2 separate regions of the Arachis hypogaea genome follow, and region 2 is linked to region 1. A link is a contact called in public Hi-C data. All regions are on one chromosome and are shown on one strand. The core of a region is the stretch at or near the end of the contact, and the rest is flanking DNA. Distances in the headings are between cores, read along the strand shown.

Region 1 (3,567 bases), core at 661-3,160:
AGTTCTCTTCATAATTTTTTTTGTCTTTCCTACGCATGTAGAGAAGTGAAAGGTATCATAAATTTATAATCCAAGTAAAGGAAACGTGCTGCATAACTAACTTCACTAATTTACTGGCTGAAGTTCCAACTGAAACTTTTTCTCAGTGGTCTAGGAACTTTTGGACTACTTGGTGGTCTAAGTACTACGTAGTTTTTGAACTAATTTTAATTACAAATCAACCTCATATATTTAAAATAGAATAATCATGTAATTAATTGTCTATTTTTATTTCAGTGGCGCAAAACCAGAAGACAAACAGATTAAATTTAAAATAGAATAATCATGTAATTAATTGTCTGTTTTTTATTTTATGTGCTTTTTAGTTTCTTGTATGTAACATGCATTAGTTGTAGCATGCGGAGTAAAGGTGAATTTATAAATTTTCAGTGTACAGTTTCATTTCAAGATTGGGTACCATTACCAATTGATTGAAATTGGCAAAACATTCAACTTCGTCACCTTCCAATCGATTGAATTTGGCTAAAACTTCAATGTCATCACTTTCCAATCGATTGTATTTGGTAAATCCATGTTGTTTTCGTAACAACAACAATCGATTGTTTTGAGGCATTCATTCGATTGGAAAGTATAAACAATCGATTGGTATAAGCTTTTTACCATTCTACCTTACAACTTTCAATCGATTGTTGTGTGATATAGTGTAAACCAATCGATTGTTTTGAAAAACCAATCGATTGAATTTCAAGGAAACACGATTTGGAAGCCATGGACGAACGTAACGAGATCAAAGTTAATTATTTAATCAATTGGAATTATTAGGATGAATGGAGGATATAATTGGTTGTTATTTTTGTATTTGATTGTTAATAAATATAATAGATAATTGATAAAATAATAATTTATATAATAAAAACTATTTTTATAATTAAATAAAATATATGAGGTTGATTTGTAATTAAAATTAGTTCAAGGACTACGTAGCAATTGATAAAAAAACTCTAAAAACATGTTTTCTACTTGGACCACTAAGTGATCCAAAGGTTCCTGAACCATCGAATCCTGTGCCGTATTTCATCACTATTCCTTCCATTAAGAAGAATTTTAATTTTAAGTTATAATTTTTATAAATTCTTCAACTAACGAATAATAATTTTTTTGTATTATATTATATCTTGCATAAGTATGAACATATTAAGCAACATTACTAAAACATTAAATGAGTTAATTAACATACTTTAAATGTGTTAATTAAAATCAGAAGAATCTTAATTATTAGACTTTAAATTTTAGATATCTAAATATATTAAAGTTAATTTTTATATTTTTTTCATATTATTTTTATTCTCATTACTAAAAATATTTGAGTCCGTTAAAACACACATTTCAATTAAGCATATAGAACTGATTTAAACTAAAGATAAATTATTATGTCAAATAAAAAAAAAACAGAGATGAGAGAGATAGATTAGGAATAAAATAATCATTTTATATATGTACATCTAAATTAAAATCAAATAATTTCCATCTAAATCCCATTCAAAGAAAGATATGATTATTTAAAATCACAAAAGGATAGAATTTGAATTTGAGAAATCAATTCAAAATTCTGATCACTATGACTAAGAATTTTTTTATCATTATTCCAAGTTGTTTGAGACACAAAACAATTTAATTATTTCCATAAAATTTATGTTTCAAATACACACTACCATACTAATAGAACTCCAAATTGCCAGCACCACAACATGTCACAATAAATTTTAAAATTATATATATTATAATTATAATAAATAGATATTTATGATAAGATGGCTAATAAAAATCTCAGCCTTTTCGGTTTCTTCCCACATGGGAATGCTCTCTACCACCAGCTTTGTTGAAAGCAGGATCATGCCCATGATTTGCTGTTGGCTCACCATAGTCTTCAAGGTTTATTGTCAATAATGACCTCCCACCAGTGTCCGAACCTTCATATTCTGTAATTAAAAAATTAATAAATGTATTTTACCAAAATGTCCCAGTTGAGGTAATATATAATTATATATGTGCTTTAACTTTTTAATGGTTAGTTAAATCTTTTATTTTTCAATGTATTTTTATAAAATACATAATAATAATTATAAAAGAAAACAATGACTAGTTAAAAGGTGATTATATTATGTGTGTTCACATGTACCGTAGGAATTGTATACTATTACAAGCAACATTGATTATTCATTTATTAAGTGTGTGATTATTCTATTAAGCCAAATTTGATCATTTTGATGGTTTAATATAATTTCACTGAAGCAATGTGTGATAAATGCATGACTGATTTTTAATGTATATAAAATATTTTTGTTAGTTTAAGACTTGATCTTTTTTAAGAGGTGTATGATAAATAAAAAAATTATATGATTTTGCTTGTAACTTTTAAAAGTTAAAATTACTTTTAAAAATATCAAAAAGTATATTTTTAAAGTTAATTTATATTTATCAAAATTAAAAAGTCTAATACAATCTTTTAAATTTATAAATTTTAAAATTCACTCTTATATATTTATATAAGTATATTATATATGATCATTTAAAATTTTAAAAATTATTTTATTAATAAACACAATTATTATTACTTATACTTATTGAAATTATTTTTAAGTTTGATTTATTAAATATAAATATTATAATCTTTAAAAAAATATTTTTTAAAAGTCAATTTTAACAAGTTATTTTCAAAAAGTTTTATTAAATTGCCATATTCATGAGAATTTTAGAAACGTTCATAACACCTCCGCAAATCTCCTCTTTTCTAACTCTTTCAAACTAAAAAGTTTCTATCGTATTTTAATTTAATTTATCGTTTTATTCTTACTTTGTTGTTGTATACCATTATATCTATACATGTTAATTCAAATGCATTATTTCAAGAATAAAATTATAAATATTTAATAAATTCATCGACAAATAAAAGTTTAAATACTGTAGTTAGACGGTCCATTCTTTTATTAGAAAAGATTAAAGAATACATCTACACGATATTCCACGTTTATGTTCAGTCATTTGGCAACAAGGCATATATTAATTTATAACTTGGAAATAAGAAAGGCACAGATTGTAGAAATTCAATGGTATCTCCAGCTGTCAAGGCAACATGAACTCTCATAGCAATATACATATAGTAATGATATATAATGATAATGATAAATTATATTATGTAAAGAGTTAAATTTTAATGTACCTTAAAACATTTTAATTTTAAAGGTTTAGTAAATATGTTCTCTAAAAGTACCTGATAAAATTATAAATTGAGAAAGTATTTATAAAAAATATACAAAATCTAAATTCTCAATGTATTTATTGTGTATTTATTAAAGTAAAATATTTAAATTTTTATTATTAACAACCTTAACTTGTATTTTTAAAATACATATTAGCTAAATTCTAATTTTAATACATTTTAAAATATTTTATAAAATCGTTTAATTATATTTATTTTTAAAAATAATTATTTATATCATCAATATATACATATATAAAATTATTGGTGAGTTCTACCCAACCTTCTCTATTTCAACATGTAAATTA
Region 2 (3,567 bases), core at 682-3,181, 41 kb after region 1:
GTAATAAATTGCATGTTTATTTTTTTCCTTTAGAGTTTAGAGCTTAGGTTTAAAGTTATCAACATTAAATATTTAATTAGTTTTAGAAAGCTTACAATAAACACTCACCAGGAGGAACTGGATGAGTCCTTGGACCGTCATAATCAATATTATATACGATATTTTGGAGTCCTATTTACACATATCACAATTCTTATTAGCAATAGTTTGTTTAAATAATAGTTAACCAATTATCATCAGCAAATTTAAAAAGTAATATATTTTGAATCTATTATTTAAAAAATATTTAAACACATAAATTTAATTAAATAACTGTATAAAACTATATAACATTGACCATCATGTCCAGGAGAAAATGGACCATCAGAATCTGACGAGTTGATCTTGCTATTTGCTTTTCCTGTTAAAAATTATTCCAAACCTTAGTAATGATAGTAATTAGTAGTAATTAGTAATATATATATATATATATATATATATATATATATATATAATGTATATTTTATATTGAAAACTGATTTTAGTGATTGATTTTACTATATATTTAATATAGTTATTTTATTTTAATCAGTGCACTTAGGACATTAATTATCAAAATCCTAAAAGCTAGAGTTCCTATATTTAACATTAGATGCATCAAAAATAAAGATTTAAAGAAGTCTGTAATTAAATTTAGCATGTGATAATACATACTAAACGATATAATTTCTCTTTTAATTTCCGAAAAATATAAATTGTTTAACAAAAAAAAAGACCCACCTAATGGAGGAGGAAAAGCACGAGTCCTTGGTCCCTCATGAGGTGTGTTGTATAGGCTATTTTGTTTTCCTGTCAAAAATCGTTTCAAATTTCCAGCTCTCAACATTATTTGTTCAAATTAATGAGCCAAACATCAGTGAAGGAATAAAATAGGAGTAATACTAGTGAACAAATCCTATATTAGTTTATTTCATCTAATACTATAATGTATTATTAAATAACTCTATTATAAAATTTACTAAAAATTAGTAGTTAATTATTGAACTGGAATTACCGATATTTTTTCATTTCAGATATTCTTATCATTTTCTTATTTTTAAGAGTTTTAAATTTTTTTTCTTATATTAAAGGTTGATTGTAATGTTGGCACTCAAAATTTTCTCGTAAAATAGGACTTAGCATTATTGTCTGCAATTAGTGTGCATGTAATAAAACATACTCAAATACTTTTTTTTAATTATTCTATTAGTTTTTATAATTTTATTAAATTTTTAATAATTAAATTTTTATATTTTTTTAGTTAGATTCTTACATTGTTTTTAATTTTATAATTAGATTTTTTTTACGGTAAAAAGTATTAGAGTTAACTAAATATTTCTTCACAAATTAAAGGTATTCATAATTAAAAATCTAATTAGATCTTTGACCACATGTATTTGAAAAAAATATTTTATTAATTTTAACGTTTTTTATATAAAAAAAACCTAATTATAAAATTAAAAACGATATAGAAACTCAATTTAAAAAAAAATTGTAAAAAACTAATTAAAAATTTAGTAAAACTATAAAAATCAATAAAATAATTAAAACATTTAATTTTAAATTTTACTAGAAGCTATATAATTGATTTAACCGGAAAATTAAATCAATTATATATATACATGGAAGATGATGGTGTCTTTATCTTTGGTTTAACTTAAGGAAAGAAAGAAAGCTTAGATTACCTTCTGGTATGGTTCTTGCAGAACACATGAACGCAGAGATAAGCAAAACGGAGACAAAAAAGAGGGAAGTGGAAGCCATCAATCTTCCTCAGTTTCCTAACTAAGCTTTGATGTCTATAGATAAATACACAACTGTCCTATCATCTATTTATAATAAACTTATAAATGAGTAATTGTATTTACTTCAATTTCTTTTTAAAAAAATTAATAATTTCTCTTAATTAAATTAAATAAGATAACACTCAATATTGTTCTACTATACTCACCAAAATAACCAAAAAAATATGACTCTAATTTTCTATATAAATATAAATATATATAGATATAGACATAATAAATTAATAGGGATCACTCAAATAAAGATGTTTACTTTATCTTTTATTAAAGATATTTTTGTGTGCATTTTAATTAGTTTTTTATAATTTATTCAGTGTTCCTCATTACATATTATTAAATTTTTTAAAAGATTTTCTTTCCAAAACTAATAAAAAACATTTAAATTGGATTAAAACAAAAAAAGTAATAAATTAATTATTAGATTTTTTTCTAAAATTATTTATATAAAAAATAATTAATTTATATTCATGTGATATATAAAATAATTATTATATTATATTATAAATTAAAATTTATTAATTTAAATTTGTTGTCATTTTTAATATAAGTATTAAAAATAAATAAAATTTTTATAATTAGATGTAGCCTAAGAAAATATATATAATATTAATTAATTTAAAAAAAAGTATGAAAAATTTCTAAAAAAATTATAAAATATTTTGAAAAAAGTAAACATAAAAAGTGTTCATAGAAGTAAATATGTTTAAAAATAAATTTTTAAATATTTTTTATGTTATAAATATATTTGATATCCGATCTAAATATAAAAAGTGTTGATATCGAATTCGATCTGATAAATTTAGTGTGGATTATATCGAAATTTTAGTCATATCTGATTTACGAACACTTTAAACAATAATAATTAAAAAAATTATAATGATTATACTTTTAATTAAGAGGAAGTCCCAAAAAAAGTACTAAATAAAAGAACAATTTAATCAAATATTTAAAAAAATTACTTTAAATTAGTTGGACTATATATATATATATATATATATAATGTAATAATAATAATATGGTAATTATTTTATATATCACACAAATATAAGATTTTGTAAGTCCTTAGTCCTGTTATTTATTTATTTTTGTATTAGCCCTCCTGTTATCGATTTGATTCATATATAATTCAGATGATAAATTATTTAGTGATGTGCTTCTTCTTTTACTGTGACATACTTCTTTATTATTATTATTATTATTATTATTATTATTATTATTATTATTATGCACATTCAAAAATTCATAGATAAAGTGAAAAACCATGAAGTGCAACCATAACTTTAAAAATAACAAGGCCAAATTATTGTCATAACATAATAGAAGTATAGAAGTTTATCATTTTTTTCTAATTGAGAGAATAAACTTTTAATAGTTTATTTATTATTTTACAGAATAAAAATAAATTTTAGTACGAGTTTAATATTTTTATTCATCATAAAATATTTATAGAATTATTCATAGATAAATTTTAGAAAAAAGAAAAAAAGGCATGATTTTTAATTTTATTTTTAAATAAACTTTATTTTTAATTTTAAAATAAATTTTAATTTTATTTTTTAATAATATTAATTTTTTACTATATATAATTATTCAATTATTTTTAATCATATTTAAATAAATTGTTCTTAAAAAAATTTTTGTGTTATTCAATTATCTTTTTCAAAAAATAATTAACTATTAAAATAATTACTTTTTTACAATAAAAATAATAAAAAAAATTATGAACAAAGAAAATTAATCATCATGA

What was found. Hi-C and Micro-C count contacts between places; a contact is called where the count stands out from the background.
Region 2: a Hi-C map of leaf shows a contact between it and region 1, with 1.9 times the contacts expected there. The contact joins the promoter of LOC112792392 here to the enhancer-like site in region 1. A contact is called at or near these places in 2 of 8 Hi-C or Micro-C datasets (both in leaf).

What each region holds. Positions count from the first base shown.
Region 1 is chr1:6,115,966-6,119,532 of arahy.Tifrunner.gnm2.J5K5, forward strand. LOC112792385 (a long non-coding RNA gene) reads right to left here. Exons shown (of 2, transcript XR_003197421.2): 2 at 1,609-1,979. Among protein-coding and RNA genes, the nearest start is that of LOC112792385, 3.0 kb to the right of the region's middle. Within about 2 kb of position 1,911, at least 1 of the 3 cell types and tissues checked has open chromatin away from gene starts, as enhancers often do.
Region 2 is chr1:6,157,377-6,160,943 of arahy.Tifrunner.gnm2.J5K5, forward strand. It overlaps LOC112792392, which reads right to left and starts at 1,932. Exons shown (of 4, transcript XM_029297114.2): 1 at 1,704-1,932; 2 at 338-400; 3 at 96-171. The coding sequence starts at 1,782.